Regions from separate parts of the Zea mays genome. Here region 2 is linked to region 1. Evidence: chromatin contacts called from public Hi-C data. All regions are on one chromosome and are shown on one strand. Each heading gives the region's core, a stretch centred on a gene start, on an enhancer-like site or on the middle of the called end of the contact. The rest is flanking DNA. Distances are from core to core; before and after follow the strand shown.

What was found. Hi-C and Micro-C count contacts between places; a contact is called where the count stands out from the background.
Region 2: a contact with region 1 is called in a Hi-C map of ear, with 1.9 times the contacts expected there. The contact joins the enhancer-like site here to the promoter of LOC100500712 in region 1. A contact is called at or near these places in 2 of 25 Hi-C or Micro-C datasets (ear and tassel).

What each region holds. Positions count from the first base shown.
Region 1 is chr5:82,221,307-82,225,545 of Zm-B73-REFERENCE-NAM-5.0, reverse strand. It overlaps LOC100500712 (cell number regulator 11), which reads left to right and starts at 2,007. Exons shown (of 4, transcript NM_001397140.1): 1 at 2,007-2,583; 2 at 2,801-2,856; 3 at 2,997-3,068; 4 at 3,174-3,418. The coding sequence starts at 2,474. The coding sequence ends at 3,418. It overlaps LOC100304423 (exocyst subunit exo70 family protein G1), which reads left to right. Exons shown (of 1, transcript NM_001165857.1): 1 at 1-1,585. The coding sequence ends at 1,228.
Region 2 is chr5:82,651,712-82,656,102 of Zm-B73-REFERENCE-NAM-5.0, reverse strand. It overlaps LOC103626626 (putative adagio-like protein 2), which reads right to left. Exons shown (of 2, transcript XM_008647029.4): 2 at 2,749-4,391. The coding sequence ends at 3,371. Among protein-coding and RNA genes, the nearest start is that of LOC103626626, 6.0 kb to the right of the region's middle. Within about 2 kb of position 2,367, at least 16 of the 20 cell types and tissues checked have an H3K27ac peak or open chromatin away from gene starts, as enhancers often do. A contact at or near this core is called in ear and tassel, where this site is marked.

The DNA.
Region 1 (4,239 bases), core at 758-3,257:
GCGCGACCCTTCTCAGGACGCGCAGGCATTGGGACCTGCTCTTGATTTGTGGAGGCGGCATTTGGAGTTTGTGGTGCGCCGTCTCCTCGACTCGGAGCGGCAGCTCTGTGCCAAGGTGTTTGGGCAGCATAAGGATGTCGCGTCCGCGTGCTTTGCAGAGGTGGCGGCACAAGCCGGGGTTCTTGACTTCTTGAGGTTTGGCCGCGCGGTTGCTGATGCCAAGAAGGACCCCATCAAGCTCCAGCGTCTGCTGGAGGTGTTTGATTCTCTGAATAAGCTGAGACTGGACTTCAACAGGTTGTTCGGTGGCAAAGCGTGCGCGGAGATTCAGAGCCAGACAAGGGACCTTGTCAAGTTGTTGATAGACGGCGCCGTCGAGATCTTTGAGGAGTTGATTGTGCAGGTGGAGCTGCAGCGGCACATGCCTCCCCCAGTTGATGGAGGCGTGCCGCGCTTAGTTACCTTTGTCGTTGAGTACTGCAACCGACTGCTTGGTGAGCAATACAGGCCTGTGCTTGGGCAGGCGCTAACTATCCATCGCAGCTGGCGCAAGGAGGCGTTCAATGACAGGATGCTTGTTGACGCGGTGCTAAACATCGTCAAGGCCCTTGAAGCTAACTTCGATGTTTGGTCCAAGGCATATGACAACGCTACGCTGTCGTATCTCTTCATGATGAATACCCATTGGCATTTCTTCAGGCATCTGAAGGCTACTAAGCTAGGAGAGGTCTTGGGTGATGTGTGGCTGCGAGAGCATGAACAATACAAGGAATACTATTTGTCAATGTTCATCAGGGAGAGCTGGGGAGCACTTTCAGCGCTACTGAACCGGGAGGGATTAATATTGTTCTCCAAGGGCCGGGCCACTGCAAGGGACCTGGTGAAGCAGCGCCTCAAAACATTCAATTCGAGCTTTGATGAGATGCATCGCAGGCAATCGTCGTGGGTTATACCAGACAAGGATCTGCGGGAGAGGACATGTAATCTTGTGGTGCAGACTATCGTCCCTACCTACCGGAGCTACATGCAGAACTATGGGCCACTTGTGGAGCAAGAGGGAAATGCCAGCAAGTATGTAAGGTACACTGTCGATGGTTTGGAGAAGATGCTCAGTGCCCTCTACATGCCCCGGCCCAGGAGGGCTGGGAGCTTCCAGATCAAGCACTCGAGCGGTAAGATTGCCAGTGCAATGACTGGCTTGCATCGGAGTGCTTCTGCAGTGAAATAGCCTATGTTAAAGAACCCAAAGATTGGATCAATATGATAGTATGTGGCAATTGGCAAATGATTCATTTGGCCCAGTCAAGCAAAGAGTCCCGCACTGGATAGGTGACCGAATAATGGACCCATGGTCGGAGCAGTGGTGTCAAGTGTCATATGAACATAAGTTACTCTTTAGTTAGCATGGAGAATAGAGGCTGGTGATCAGTTCCGTAGCTCCTGTTAGTGTCCCTGAACATAAGTTACCCATGGTCTGAGATGTTACCATTCTCCTGAGCTATTTTCTCTTGTTGTGTACTTCTGCTGGTGTCCCTGGCACCATAATCATTCATCTGGAGATATTCAATCAGCTGTGTAGTTATGTAAAATCGATTTGTAATTTTAGTTTTAGGTGACCTGTGGGCATTACCTTTTAATGTACCAAGAATCGAGCTTAATAGATGCAATGGATTATATGGGGGGGGGGAAAAAACTAGACCCCTCGAGCGAGTGAGGATGTGCTATTTGTTTGGTAAACTAGAGCAGATATGTACCCCCAATACAATTGCATTACATTTACTGAAAGTACAACTTGATCATAACAAATGCGGTTGAATTTCTTTTTTTTCTCCATCAGTTCACAATATGGTAGTCCCTGGATCTCTCAGTAAGGATTTCCTATTTGTTTGGTAAACTGGTACAGATATATGCCCCCAACATACAACTGCACTACTACATTTAAACAAAGAATAATAGCTTGATCATAACCAATTTGGTTGCATGTTTTTTTTCCCTCAGCAATTCAAACAACAACAACAACAACAACAACAACAACAAAGCCTTTTGTCCCAAACACGTTGGGTAGGCCCCTCAGCAATTCAAAATATGGTTCAAAAAAGAAAAGAAGATTGCAGAACAGATAACTCTTGCATGACCCCTCTTGTGTAGACCCAAGTCTGACTTGTTCTGGAACAGTTTTGTTGAATACTGGACGCAATTCAGTTCAGTGAGTCATGCATGAGCTAATGCTGTTTGTTTCACCGAGTCAACAGGTTTATTCTTTTCTCTGTATATTCTTGGCTCGGTTTGTTCTTTCCTCTGGCCCACCCATCTGGGTGTCTCTGATCCTTTTAAAAAAAATTGATGCAGGATGAATCGAAGGGACTAAATAACTTGGAATCATTGACGCTGCACTGCTGAGCGCGTTCAGGAGTAATATATATAGGAACGAAAGTTACCGAGAAACTGGAAGATCCTAAACTGTTGCCAGGACATGGACATCATGCATGGGGATCTCAGAAGGAATGGTTCAAACCAGAGCGTGCCCAGTCGGCATGGATGGATCGATATGGAGGCCCTCTCTCCTCTGGCGGATCAATCCATGTATCCATGAGAGAGAGAGAGAGAGAGGCATAGGCCAAGACTAGGCCTTTTGTTTTGAGATGGGCTGCTGCTATCTAGAGCGATACTGCTATATAGTGGTACCAAGAGGACCAAAGGTCGCGTTGCCTGAAACCACCGAGATCATACAGAAACTAATCGCCGCAACGCATCCAAACCCGACCAACTGACGGCGCGCGTCTGCGTGAACAGCTCGCAGCATGCCGGGGGAGTGGTCCGTGGGGCTCTGCGACTGCTTCGGGGATCTTCACACCTGTACGCAGTGCAAACAAACCTGCTAGCTATAGCAAGCTACTCTCCTCTCTCTCTCTTCTTCTTCTTCCCGTACGTACTACGATGCATGTTTTTCAGCTCTCCGTCCCTTCTCTCCCGGCCGACGATCGACCACGTTGCAGGTTGCCTGACGCTCTGGTGCCCCTGCGTCACGTTCGGCCGCACCGCGGAGATCGTGGACAGAGGCTCCACGTGTACGCGTTCCACTTCACTCCCATACTACTACTGCCCCCCTCGTCTCGTCTCCATCTCTCCTGTTCCTTTTGGCTGACGATCCGTCCCGCATTGCATATTTGCAGCGTGCTGCATGAGTGGCACACTGTACTACCTGCTGTCGACGATAGGCTGGCAGTGGCTGTACGGCTGCGCCAAGCGCTCCTCCATGCGGTCGCAGTACAGCCTGCGAGAGTCCCCCTGCATGGACTGCTGCGTCCACTTCTGGTGCGGCCCCTGCGCGCTCTGCCAGGAGTACACGGAGCTCCAGAAACGCGGCTTCCACATGGCCAAAGGTATCAGCTCCCCCCCCCATCTTCCCACAGTTTAACTAGGCGGCCTTTGATGGTTCCATGATCACCGTGCCTCTACAAAACCATTATATTCCTTTTATTTGCAGGATGGGAAGGGAGCAACAAGGTGGTGGGGTGCTTCCATGGGATGACGACGCCACCAAGGAAGCAATCCATGTGCTTTTAGGATAGCATAGCTCCATCGTTCTATATAATATGCGCTTTATTTTGAATAAAAATATATGGGTCTGTCTATTGATGCTTTATTTAGAGCTCGTTGGGTCTCATTAGTTCCTATTGCTCATAGTTATGGTTTCCATTTATTTAAATCATCGATTGTTCACTTTATTTTACGTTGATTTTATGATTATTACATGGCGTTTGAGCCTCTGCCGGCCTCTTACGTGAGACCCAGTAATTAATAAAGCAATCAAAACAAGGATTAGATATACCTATAGATATGCATTAAGTGGATCAGCTTCTAAATAAACATAAGAGCAGTTATAATATGTTTTGCCATAGATTTTTGCCAAGTTAGAGGAGAAAGAGGGGAAGAAACTAACGGACCACTAATTATCAGTCGAGAGATTCCAAAATAGTGCTCCATCCGTCACAAAATATAATTCTTTATCCATTTATTAACCTTAGGATATAGTTTAAAGTTGGTATGTATATCTATATTTATTATTATTTATTCTAACGTGCATAGAAAAAGATTATTAGAAAGAACTATGTTTTGGGACAGATAGAACTATATTTTAGAATGGATGGAGCATGTCATAAGAGAACGAGATAAATCTAGTTATTTAGTTAAAATTAAACCTCTCAGATTAAACTAATTCAGTTATAACACAGAATT
Region 2 (4,391 bases), core at 1,118-3,617, 430 kb before region 1:
TACCAACGGCTGCCAGCTTTTGGGGGATCCTTTAAATACCCCTCATACTCTCTCTCTTCATTACTTCTGCTCTCTCCACGATTTCTCAGCTAACCAAACTCCAAACAAGGGCATTCAATTCACATCTCACACCCGAAATTGCATCTCCTTCAATCGCTTGAAGGATCCTTGGTGTGAGGTGAAGTCAATCTAACGTGCTGTCAATTTCATCTTGATTCTCCCATTCTCTTTGTTCTTGAGCTCATTGCAAACTTAACCTTGTGCGGATTTGTTACTCTTGGAGCCTTGTGTTCCTTGACGGTTAGAGGTTGCTTGGGAGTCTCCAAATTTGTGGACGACCCCAAGAAGTTTGTATTACCCGCTCTTTGAGCAAATTTGAGAAGAGATTGCCTTGACCTTTGTGGTCGGCTTGTGGAGGATTAGGGTTGAAAAAGACCCGGCCCTTTGTGGGCTCCTCAATGAGTAGGACACCTTAGTGGTGGTTGTCGAACCTTGGGTTAAATCGCGTGTTCTTGTGCGTTCTTGTTAAGTGCCTTAAATTGTTGGTTGGTTCATATTCATCTATTTGAGCGGATTTTTCTGTAGGGCAAGTCATTAGCAAAATCTTTCACTACTTCGTCATATTTGTTTAACTGATTATTTAATCTAAGTTGAGCAGGTTCAAACTTGTTCAGTTGTAAACAAAATCAACTGAACTGGTTTGCACCAGTGCAACTTTAATTTGACCTATCTCGAAGTTTTTAGTGAAAAATTTCAGGTGTAGCCTATTCAACCCCCCCCCCCCTCTAGGCTACTTTCAGCTTTAACAGTGGAAGATGCTCCTTCATCAAATTTAGGCACTGTGGCCGTCTCAATGTATCTCGACTGATGCGTCAAAACCTTGATCTTTTTGCCCTTCGGCACAACAGAGATGGCTGAAACGGCATTTTCCTCCTTTTCCCCTGCTTTCACGAGGGGTAGCAGTAATCAAGGTATATGAAACCAACCACATCAAAAACTATGTTCAACCTTTTCTTGCCTCGACCTCCAAAGGCTGAGGTCAAAGCATCATCTTCGACTCTAGTGTATACCCCAAGTAACTCGTCGTTAGTAGCCTCAATATATTTCAGCCAATCATCGTTTGGTTCATCAAATCGGTCTCTGTACCTGAAGGTGTATTTCAAGTAAACCAATTCACCCTGACTGGACCCGGCAGCAGTCTCTTTTGGCATTTCCCAATTTTCCACAAGTGGCCATACCCTGTAGGCTATGTGCTCTTGAACCAGGTCTCTTGTGCCAATGAAGGCACATACATTGTTGAAAGCCTTCTGGCATGCTTCGGTATCATTTTCAAGTGCAGTAGTCGGTCTTCGGAGGCCGAAGCGAGACCAGATGGGGCGTTGGATAATCCCCTTTATGTCTTCCCTTTCAATTAGATTATTCTTGACATAAAATCATTCCTCCATCCAGGCCCCGGGCACCTTTTCCGAAATGTTGGAACGGGGTAACTTACATCGGAGCGAGGAACGAAGCCATAACAACCGAAGTTGTTGTGATATTGCTCTTTACCAGTGGCCTTCGTCTCGTACAGAAGTTAATGCATGTTGCAGAAGCACTTCGCGCTCGACTCCAGCCCTTGGCTTCTCACGACCCAAACGAAAATACCCATTCTGATTATAGCTTCAGGAGTGATTTGATGAAGGAAGATTTCAAATGTCTTCAAAACTTCAACCAAAAATCTGCTCAAAGGGAATCGAAGACCTGCTTTCATAAAGCTTCTATAAACAACAACTTCATCTTTTTCTGGCGCAGGGGCGGCGCTGTCTCCTCCAACTCTCACAATAGACATGTCATGAAAATATATCACCTTCATGGCATCAATATGGCTCTGTTTGATAGACTACTTTCCGAAGATGGTATGGCTTGGCCGCCAGGGCCGATCTTCGGAATCTTTATCCCCACTTTTCACATCATATTCATCACTATCATTAAAATGTTCAGACAAATCTGCCATTATTTTGTTTGTGATGTTCTCTGTGTTTGTTTTTTCCATAGCTTCGTAAAATTCAGCAAGAGCGGGGTCCACAACCTTCTTCTCCTCAGACATCTTCTCTTCAAACATTCAACAAGCACTTGTGTATATCACGAAGCTCGCAAATCAAGCGAGAGCTGATAGCAAGAGAATTAAAATTTGAAGAGACTGAGGTCACATGTGTGTCCTATGCGTTGATACGAGTTTTGAATTTCATATGTGGATGCTTGCGCTGCTGGGACTGTGAAAGACCTTCCGTGCTGGAAGGCGATGAAAGGAGCTGCTAGTGTGTGCGTGTGTCGGCCTCGCGAGCAGACTTCGTGCTGGACTGTCTGTGATCTGTGCTTGGGCTTATCGAGTGCTTTCGTGCTAGCCTTGCCGACTTCAGTTGCCTTTCCTCTGATGGCTTTCCTGCCGTGTCTGCTTGATTCCGGTTCAGATGCCTGGTATCTGTGCTTGTCTTTGTACCTTGTACGCCATTAGTGTCCCTTTTTCTTTCTCTGATGCGTCAGAGATGACAAAATGGAAAGAAAAAACTCTGTTTGGAACGGTTATAGTTGTCGATAATATAAGCAGCCAACCAGGCAGTTCGGCAGGTCACGATAACAATATTTACACATTGAATCATAGTAAGACGATAAAAATCAAATAACAGAAACTCTAGACACGACACATACATGGCCGTCGCCTGTTGTTGGTTTGCCAGCACCAAACCCTGATCCCAGGTAAGATAAATGTCGCGGTAAGATGGAACTGTTGATATTCATAATTCATCCTTTGATAATCAGATTAAAAAGAAAATGTTATAGGTATCACTAACAGCTGAGGTAAGCACAAAGTGATACGAAAGGCAAAATTAAATACAGCAGGTGTGTCTGTGTTACAGCTTCTCCAGAAAGCAGCAATTGAGTAAGCACGAAGTGGCGCAAAAGCATAACAAAGAAGCTTCACAGCAGTTGATGGGTCAAAAAACAGAAGACCACAGCATCAGTTGTCACCGAAGGCAGGCGCAACCAGAAGGCAGGGTACCTGTTGCATCAGGGGCTCCAGCGACATAATGCCAGTGTCCCATTTGAAACATGATAAGAACTGAGATTAGCTTATGGATGCCAGCTATTCCATCATTTCAGATCATACGAACAGCAGCAGCAGAGGTAACTTATTCCTACTTTTAGACCAGCTGACTCCCAGGCATGGCACAAGTAATCAGGTCTGGTTGTCCACTTCACCAACCCTTTTGTGCTTGTGCTTGCACACCACTGTTGGAAAAAAAATCTGCCTCAAGTCATATGAACAGGTAGCTGTCTCCAGAGACATTGCTTCAAGGAAGCTGGAAAGCTTGCTGGGACCTTCCCATCTTCAGACTAATGAGCTTGCTAGAGAAAGCTCGTGTATTTCAGTTAGCGTCCACTCTTCTCCAGTTTGTCCTCCAAGAACTATTGCCTTTGTCCCTCCGACAACACAAGTACTGTGGCCCCAGGCGAACCGTGGAGGATGCCCTGGAACATTCAGAAGCCTCCAGGTTGGCTTATCTTCCGTTGGATCCAGGAGGTAAAGTTTTGAAGCAGAGTGAAGACCCGCCACAGAACCACCAAATATCAGAACTCTCCCACCAGGAAGGCTCACGACAACATGGTCGAGGCGAGGTGGTGGGCCGACCCCAGCAGGATTACCAGCTCCTGGCATCCTGCTGCCAGTTATGCACCGCCAGCAAGGCTTGTCTTCACTTAAATCTAGAGTGAACACATCACTAGATCTAAGTCGTAGAGGACCACTTTTAGCAAGGCCACCAAACATCAGGATTTTCCTGCCATCATAGACAGATAGCGAGTGCCCCAGCCTTGAAGGTGGAGACCAAGATGCAGGTATCTCCCTCCAAACAGGTCTTTCCATTGTCACATCTAGGAGGTAGGTATCGCTGAGAAGAACACCAGAGTCCGCACATCCACCAGAAACCACCAGCTTGGTTCCATCAACAGTGCAGGAGCTATGCCATGACCGTGGTACAGGGGGTGCAAGGCCAGGAATCTCACGCCAAGTTGGATGCTGTGCATCAAGATCCAAAATGAAGACGTCATTAAGCAGACCCTGCCCCCCACAGCCACCAAACAGAATCAGCCGTGATCCATTCAGGCATGACAGGGTATGGCCCCAGCGACCAGGAGGAGCTGCGCTCACGTTGATGTGCCTCCATTCTGGCTTGCTGGCACTCAAGTCCAGCACAAATGTATCATTCATCGGCTGCATGTTAACACCCTCTCCACCAAATAGAACAACACGGTTCCCTACGGCACAGGCACTGAAGTTGCAGCGAGATGGCTCAACTGCACCACCGACTGTCAATTTCCTCCAGGCAACAGCTTCAAGGGTGGTTAACTCT